Regions from separate parts of the Mus musculus genome. Here all the other regions are linked to region 2. A link is a contact called in public HiChIP or PLAC-seq data. All regions are on one chromosome and are shown on one strand. The core of a region is the stretch at or near the end of the contact, and the rest is flanking DNA. Distances in the headings are between cores, read along the strand shown.

What was found. HiChIP or PLAC-seq counts read pairs in DNA pulled down with a chosen protein or histone mark.
Region 1: a contact with region 2 is called in an H3K27ac HiChIP or PLAC-seq map of regulatory T cells, with 5 times the contacts expected there. The contact joins two enhancer-like sites. A contact is called at or near these places in 2 of 15 datasets of contacts at CTCF or cohesin (embryonic stem cells and stem cell-derived epiblast-like cells), 7 of 484 Hi-C or Micro-C datasets (CD8 T cells, the N1E-115 cell line, bone marrow-derived macrophages and 4 more), 19 of 115 datasets of contacts at active chromatin or transcription factors (the 230-238 cell line, Th17 cells, differentiating embryonic stem cells and 11 more) and 3 of 9 other capture datasets (adipose tissue, embryonic stem cells and liver).
Region 3: an H3K27ac HiChIP or PLAC-seq map of regulatory T cells shows a contact between it and region 2, with 6 times the contacts expected there. The contact joins the promoter of Alad here to the enhancer-like site in region 2. A contact is called at or near these places in 21 of 39 promoter capture datasets (the 3T3-L1 cell line, 3T3-L1-derived adipocytes, the C10 cell line and 14 more), 6 of 484 Hi-C or Micro-C datasets (CD4 T cells, bone marrow-derived macrophages, embryonic fibroblasts and 2 more), 33 of 115 datasets of contacts at active chromatin or transcription factors (the 230-238 cell line, the SCID.adh cell line, T-cell acute lymphoblastic leukemia and 23 more) and 3 of 9 other capture datasets (adipose tissue, embryonic trunk and liver).

What each region holds. Positions count from the first base shown.
Region 1 is chr4:62,585,873-62,588,572 of GRCm38.p6, forward strand. It overlaps a transcript of Rgs3 not described here. Among named protein-coding and RNA genes, the nearest start is that of Rgs3, 32 kb to the right of the region's middle. Within about 2 kb of position 1,404, at least 15 of the 459 cell types and tissues checked have an H3K27ac peak or open chromatin away from gene starts, as enhancers often do. A contact at or near this core is called in regulatory T cells and thymic regulatory T cells, where this site is marked.
Region 2 is chr4:62,754,337-62,757,036 of GRCm38.p6, forward strand. No RefSeq gene overlaps it. Among named protein-coding and RNA genes, the nearest start is that of Gm30699, 19 kb to the right of the region's middle. Within about 2 kb of position 1,400, at least 111 of the 459 cell types and tissues checked have an H3K27ac peak or open chromatin away from gene starts, as enhancers often do. A contact at or near this core is called in T-cell acute lymphoblastic leukemia, adipose tissue, double positive thymocytes and 8 more, where this site is marked.
Region 3 is chr4:62,518,629-62,521,328 of GRCm38.p6, forward strand. Alad (aminolevulinate, delta-, dehydratase) reads right to left here and starts at 1,435. Exons shown (of 12, transcript NM_008525.4): 1 at 1,232-1,435.

The sequences.
Region 1 (2,700 bases), core at 154-2,653, 170 kb before region 2:
TTTCCATCAGAATATTCCCTACAGAAAGAGTCTCTGCCTCTCTCTCTCTCTCTCTCTCTCTCTCTCTCTCTCTCTTTCACACACACACACACAGAGTGGGGGTCGTGAGCACACCTACTATTTCCCAAGGAAGGCAGGTCCAAGTAACATTTGCTGGCTGCCTCATTGCCTCTGAGGCCCTTAGCTTCAAGGGAAGGCACAAGCTGCAGCCAGGAACCAGCTAGTCCTTCTTTAGAGTGATTTGATGCCATTTGAAGAAGTGTTACCATGTGTTCGTGGCTGTATCTTCCAGGGTCACACCTCTTATTTTGATTAGGGAATTTGTTAATTCTCTGGTAAATGCTCTACGGAGCTATAATGCATAATGTATACAGTTCACTCACTGGAAATGTACAACTTTGTGGTTTTGAGTAAATTTACAGAGTTATGCAATTATTACTATGACCAGTTTAGAGTATTTTCATCATTCTAGAAAGAAACACTGTACCTTTTAGCTTCTTGTTTTCCATCCCTGACCCTCCGTCCTTCCCAACCCCCACCAATCATTACTGTGTTTTCTGATTCAATGCATATACCTTGTTGAGGGGATTTTATGTAAATGGAAGTGTGTATGTGTATTTCTATGAATGTCTCTTTTTACCGTGTTTTCAAGGAATGCTCATGTTACAGCACATAGCAGTACTTCATTTAAAAATAGGTTTTACGTTTATTTGTGTGTGTGTGTGTGTGTGTGTGTGTGTGTGTGTGTGTATACACATGTGTCATAGCACAAGTGTGGTGGTCTGAGGACAACGTGTAAAGCTGGTTACCTAGTCCCATCATGTGCTTCTTGGGCATGGCACATAAGCCTATAACACTGGGATGGGGGTATGATACAGAGGTAAGAAGATCATTGCTGGCTTTGCTGGCCACCAACTTAGCCAAAAAAGAACCTCAATAAGACTTAACAACACTTGGAGGCAGGGGCAGGGGCAGGGGCAGTGTATATATGAGACACATAGTCACGTTAACAAACAATAAGAGTTGTTGTTGTGTGTATGTGTGTGTGTTTTAAGGACGCAACCATAGAAATGTTTTATTTCCGGACCTTCTGGTTTGCTTTATAGTCTCCTACTTTGTCATCATCACAGACTCGATTACTGACTGTAGCTTTGTAATAGCATTTTGGAATCCCGAAGTACAAATCCTTTGATTTTATTCTTCACTGTTATTTTGGTTGTTCTATGTTCATGGTACTTCTAGATGCATTTTAGGTACAATTATTTTATATTGAAAACTCCCAATTCACAAAAATGTCGGCTCTGTACAGAAAATCTTGAAAGGAAACCAAGGTTTTAGCTTGCCCCATAAGCCATATCAGCGACCTGCCTGGGTTGTCTCTGAACACGTCACTGTTCTCCTTGTGGTCTCTAGCATCCTGGAAACGGCAAACGGTTAGGGGAGAGCACAGGTTGCCTTTTCTACGGGTTATCTGGGCTGGGAGATGATGGACAGCCAGTGCGTGTGCTCTGAAGGCTGAAGGTAGCTGTGGGCATGGCTGAGACCACCCATCTCTCTTTAGAGATGTCACTGCCACTGAACCTGAACCCGGCAGTTGTGGGGAGCAAAGTTTGGATCACTGGCACACATGTGAAAGCCAGGTGAAAAAGAGTTCTTCCCTGTATGTCCTTTCCCAGCCTTTCTTACTATGGTGTGTGGCACACATGCATAAAAACATTCCTAGATGTATATAAAATACCTATATGGATACACACACACACACACACACACACACACACACACACTCTGGAGCTCAGGCAAGCACCTGGCTTTCACATGTGTGCCAGTGATCCAAACTTTGCTCCTCACATATGGCCAGCACATATTTTTAATTAAGATAAGCTATTGCTACATTATATATCTTAGGCAGGCCTCAAATGGACAATCTTCCTGCCTCTGCCTCCTGAATACTGGGATTACAGACAGGGGCCACCGAGCCCAGTTTTGGCAATGTTTTCATTGTTTATTTCATGGTTTGGTCGGAGACCGTATTCTGTGTCCTTCAATTCTTTGCGATTCATTGGATTTGCTTGCTCACCCAAAGGAGCATTGCGTATCAAGAGAACCCTGTGTGTCCTTGATGAGACTCTTGCAGTTGGCGGGTGCAGTACTCTCCCCATGTGTCAGCTCTGGTCAGCCTTGCTCACCATGTTGCCCTGGTGCTCTGAGTCTGTTATTTTCTCTATCTGTTTATTCTACCAGTTACCAAGAGAAGGATGTCAAGTCCTACTGTAGATTAAACTTGCCATCCTCTTGCCATCAACACTGTCAGCCTTTCCTTTATGTATTTTGAAGTTAAGAATATATGGTTGTATAATTCTTCTTTTTCTGCAGAGTAAAAACTTCTATTATAAGGTCTTCAGCTGTTACAAGCCTTCTCTTTATTTCTAGTAGAGGTACAGTCTGCATTTCTTGGCACTGACATAGTTCCCCAGGTCCAGCCTGTGTCTGGCCTGCCTTTTTCTATCCTTTGTCTTTCCAGACTGGGTCTTTGTTCTTCAAGTGCTCAGAGTCCACCACAAAAAGTCAGGCATGGAGTTATTATCTTTTCTTCTCGTTCAGAGCTTACAAAAATGTCTTTTCTTTGGCTGGTCAGGTGCTAGCAGCCCAGGCTAGCCTTTCATCTTATCGACAGTGTCTCACTATGTTGCCCCAGTTGAG
Region 2 (2,700 bases), core at 150-2,649:
AGAACAGCTCCTACACTGAACTTCACCCTAGTTTGCTTTCTATTGCAGTGATAGACTGTGGCCGACAGCATCCTGGGGAGGAGTGGGCTCATGGGTTTATAGATCCCAGTCCGCATTTAATCATTAAGGGATGTCAGGACAGGAACTCAAGCAAGAGCAGAGGCAGGAGCCACAGAGGAAAGCTACCCACTGGCTGGCTCAGCTTGCTTTCTTAGACCACCTGCCCAGGGGTGGCACCACCTACAGGGACCTAGGCTCTCCCACATCAATCACAGACCAAGAAAATGCCTCCACAGACTTGCCCGCAGGCCAATCTAATGGAGACAGTGCCTCATCTTCCCTTCTCCCCAGATGACACTAATTTGTGTCAAGTTGACAACAAAACCAAACAACCCCTCCCCAAACCACCCGCCACACACAAATAAAACACTCCAAATTAACAAGCACAGCACAGCACCCCCAGGGTACCCTCACTATTAGAATGAAGTTCACAGGGCTGGTTGAGAACCGGCTAACCTAGTGGCCACAGCTGGGTAGTCACGCTGTCCTGCTAGTGAGGCTAGGCCACCCTGACCTCCCTTCACTGCCCTTCTGTACTGAAATAGACTTCCAGATGGCCCCCTAGAGAAATGGCTGCTAGAGTCTCAGAACACACAGCCCAGCCTATGGGGTTTGAGCCCTTGGAATCGAGGAACTGAGGCTGGTAGGTGGGGCTGGCAGAGCAGGCCACATTCCTACTTCTCTTCCAGTTTTCCTCTACTTGCTCAGTGCCCATGGGACTTCCAATTCACCCTGTGTAGGAATCCCCCCAAACCTTCCACTGGCTACAGTGGGAACTGTTGAGTAAGAGTAATAGGGACTGCCTTTATTTTTGCCCACGAGAGGAATAATAGCAGCACCTACTGTGTTCTGGAATGCAACAGTGCATAAGGCATTTGGCGTAGGTTGGCTTTGTCATTCTCATGATGTGATTTGACAAATCCCCACTGCAGTCAGGAGCCAGGATTCAGGAGGGCTGTGCCTAGGTTATACTAGTAGGAAGCAGTCAAGTAAATTTGAGTGGCTTTCTTGCCTCCGGACTCGCACTTGCAGCCAAGGGTTGGCCACACCTCTGGGTTCCTGTCTTCTGTGTCTATTCCTGGGTCTTTTTTTCACACCTCCTCACCCCCTATGAGGGCCCTGGTTCATAGGGTCAAGGAAGCAGGTGGCCTGTGGGGGTCTAGGCTGAGAGGAAACATGGTTTCAGGAGAACTAGGCAAAAACCATATGGGAGGACCCAGTGCCCCCCACCCCAGGCCTCTGTCTCCTTGGTAACTGGCACCATGCAGCCCTCTCCAGGCCCCTGCGAGCCTTCAAGGCTGTGGGCCAAGGCCTTGGCAGATGGCTGACAGGATGCTGATTGGAAGCAGATGTGTGGGCGTGTCTGGCTGTGGGCCCAGAGGAGCTCCACATCTGGAGCCCTGGGGCTTGGAGTGGGGGGGATGCTCAGATGGTGAGAGGGACTTAGGGTGGGTGGGACTCAGACTCACTCCCTCACTCAGACCCCAGTGTTTTAGTGCACTTGGCCCCAGAAAGAAGAAATAGCTTCAATTTTCTCTGTGTACTCTGAAACTGGTTCTAAGCCAACCGTGGTTAGAAATCAACATCCGGTCTCTTCTACATTTTTTCACATGGGGAAACTGAGGCCCAGGGAGGAGCTAGGATGAGGACATGCTACGGCAAGTGGGGTGACTCAACCTGACATGGCTGTAGCCATCTTGGTGATACTCACCATTTTCCCTGCCTGCTGACCCTGGACCTCATCTCAGGCTCCAGGGTTCAGGACAGGTTGCTGTGACAGGCAGGTGAGCCGGGGGATGCCTGGGCTGTTTCTCAGCTGAGCTTCACTTGTTCATGGCTTTAGTTTTAGAGAGTGCTGAGGGACATCCTGCTTGGCTGCTGTTCATTTCTGCTCAGCCTTTTCTGGAAACTTCTTTGTCCCACTAGTGTGTCCCCAGGATCCTTTAGTTTTGCTATTGCCTATGACACTTTTCTGTTCTGAGTGCTGGACAGACTGCACATCATGTATTCATGGGTCTGCTCTCTCTCTCTCTCTCTCTCTCTCTCTCTCTGTGTGTGTGTGTGTGTGTGTGTGTGTGTGTCCGGGCACACATGTGTGTGCACACACATGTATATGCTTATGCTTGCCTGTAGAGGCCAGAGGTCAACAATGAGTGTCTTCTTTAATTTCTCTTCACATTATTTTCTGAGACAAAGTCCCTCGAAGGATCTAAAGTTTGCTGATTGGCTAGACTGGCTGGCCCGCTAGCCCAGGATCCTCCTGTCTTTCCCCTCCTCCCTTACTGGGACCCCAAGTATGCACCTATGTGCTTGGCTTTTATGTGGCTGAGTGGGGAGCTCAACTCCGCCTGTCTGCATTGATGTATTTTACTGAGCCGTCTCCTCTGCATGTCTTCTCCACCCGTCTGTTTCACGACAACATGTGAAGCCAGCCCTCCAGACAGGAAGAGTGATACTCTCTTGAATGGCTGAGAGAGAAGTGCACAGAATCTGTGCAGCCCTGCTATTAACACTGCAGAGTTTCCCGAGTCTTACTTCAGTGCTTATCTCCTCCTTGGGAGACCCTCTGCTCCCTGCCAAGCCACAGGGGGATTGTGGGCATGGCCTCCAACCCTGGGCCCTCAACCACATTCTTGGGAT
Region 3 (2,700 bases), core at 185-2,684, 240 kb before region 2:
TAGTTTCTTAGAGACACTGCGGGGTAGCTTTTCTGAAAGACTGTAAAGGTCTCACCTCCCTTAGGAGGTAGCATCCCACAACCTGGGAGTGAGACTGCCACTGGGAGCAGCTGAGAGAAAGCTTCAGAGCCTGGGCTCCCAGGTTGTACCCCACAAAGAATTCCGGAGGCTGTGCTCTTGGCATAAATAGTAGTGAAGTGGTGCCAGCTCGAGCAGGCTCTGCCCTGGCTAGGGAGGAGACAAGTCAGGAGGGCCAGCTAGGTAGAAGGTTCAGAGCTGGGAAATCTGAAGCCCAAAGAGGCCCAGGAAAGGCATCTGTGGGCAGTTCTGAAAAGGTACTGCCCGGTGGCTCATTTGCATTTCCTGCACACTCTAGCTGCCACCTGCCACGGTGTTAGGAGGGGTTAAAGAAGAGACCTTAGACCTCATCTAGTGTGGGCGCTTAATCCCCCCTGCTGCCCGGGTCTAGACATTTCAAGCTAGGAGTTGCCTTTCCACAGACTGCTAAAATATTCTGGCTGAGAGCTTTTACATCAAACAACTGTAAAACTGAACTCGAGAAGGGCAGGTCTCATACAGCAGGTCAGCTATAAATATGGTCCAAACTTCTGGAGTCTAGCAGCCCTCAGTCCTCACCAGGACTTTTGGCATTAGAAGGACAGAGTTCACACGTTATAGTCCCAGTATGGAAGAGGCGACAGAGATTCCAGGTGAGAGTAGGGGAAGAAAGGTTTAACCTAGACCTGGCCACGGCTGGTAGCAGGGTGGTTAGTATGTGACTTTGGGATTTAAAAGGCATGGGGACAAATTCTTGTTTCAAGCTGCATGACTGCTTTTCTTCTCATGTGGTCTGGGTCTTAAGCGGATCTCAATGGATCGTTGTATGACTGAATGAGCAGAAGCAGGAGAGACCTAGCACAAGCGACCCTTATTGTTTTCCCCACTTCTCCAGCCTGCCAGACAGATCGCGCTCTGCAGAAACCGAGGCTACCCCTGAGGCCTCCGAGAAAGGGGGCGGGTGGAGCCCATCTTTGAGTCCCGAATCCCGGACGCAGCAAGACCTTGTAGCGGCAAGAATCCCGCCCACTCTAGTAGGTGCATAGGGACAGCGTCTCCGCTACAGCGTCAGAGCTTCGGGAACACAGCGCCATAGGGGTGCACCTCACCTTGTTCTGGGGTCCCGTCCCCCTTCAACCCGCCACTTCCCAGAGGCCGGCGCCTGCTCACGTACCAAGGACGCTGCTCGCCGCCGCTCCGAGCCGGGCTCTGGACACCGCGCTCTCCCGCTCTAAAAGCGCAAGCCCACGTGGGGGCGGGGCGGCTCACCCGGAAGCGGCTCCCGTACCGCCCGCCCCTCCGGGAATGCAGCTTACGCTCCCTTCGGGGCAGTCTCCGGATCACTGGTCAGCTCGCGCGGCCAGATCCACGCTGAGCGGGGCTGGAATCTTGGCCAATCCAGAGTTGCCCGAGAGCCCGCCCGTCTCCCCGCCCCCCAGCTCGGGTCTCACTTGAGGTGGGAAGGCCCGAGGGGGTCCACGTGGGCATTCGGAGCCTCTGGGAGGTGCCCTGGCTTGCAATCCGAACTCATCCCAGAGTTCACTTGACGGTCTATTCTCAGCCCGGAGCAAAAATTGACTGCGTTGCTCACTGGTAAAAGAACAATTGGATGTCAACGGCATTAAAACACCTCGGTAATGCCTAACACCGCGGGTAAATACGTTCAGCAGCAGACTGACTGTCTAGATTTATTTATTCTATGTAATTGATTATCCAGCCCCTATCTCATGGGTTGAGAGATATGAAAGACATTGGAAAAAAAAAAAAGCCGAGAAAACTAACCATCCAAGTATGCTAGGAGATCAGGTTTATCTACAATGGATACATTAAAATTTGGAGTATAAAAGGGAGTAAATTTGGTGGTGCATGCTTTTAATCTTAGCACTAGGTGACAAAAAACCAACCAACCAAACAAACAAACAAACAAACAAACCAAACCCAAAACAAACAAAACAGAAAACAAACAAACCAAAAAACAATTAAAAAAAGAAAAATTCTGACCAAAGGTCTGGGGAAGACTGGAGCGTGGGGTCTAGAGAGGTTTATGGGGCTTTGACAAAGACTTGAGAGTGGCAAGGGCCCTCTTTGTGGAGGGAGCCTTGGGGAATGCTCACTAGGGAGGAGGTGATAAAATTATTTTGGAGGTAAAAGTGGGCAGTTGTGTAATAATACTGTAAATGTTCTAGGTACCACCAGATCTTCATTTTAAAAATGTTTAAGATCTGTGAACTCATCTTGGTTTTCAATAATTCACTAGAAAAATTGAACTTAAAGTTGTAACAAGAGAAGCTGGGTGAAGGGTATGAGAGTGTTGTAGCTTGTCAGAAAACCCTCACCCACAAAGAGCACAGAGACCACCATCATTGCAAAAACTCATGAGGATTTTACTTATCCAGCATGTTGGGGACTCCCCTCTCAGCTGGCAGGCAGGAGGAGAGACCCAGAACAAAGAAGGAACACACTTTTTATACCTTTGTAAGGGTTGGATATAGGCACCAGGGTAGTTTGGCTTATTTTAATTGGTGTAGCCAATAATCTTTTTAGACATTGGTTGGTTTATGTAGGGTGACTCTTATTTTGTCTGTCCTTGTGTGTGTTTTAGTGAGGCGGGGCAGGAGGATTGTTAATTTTGTTTTTGACCGT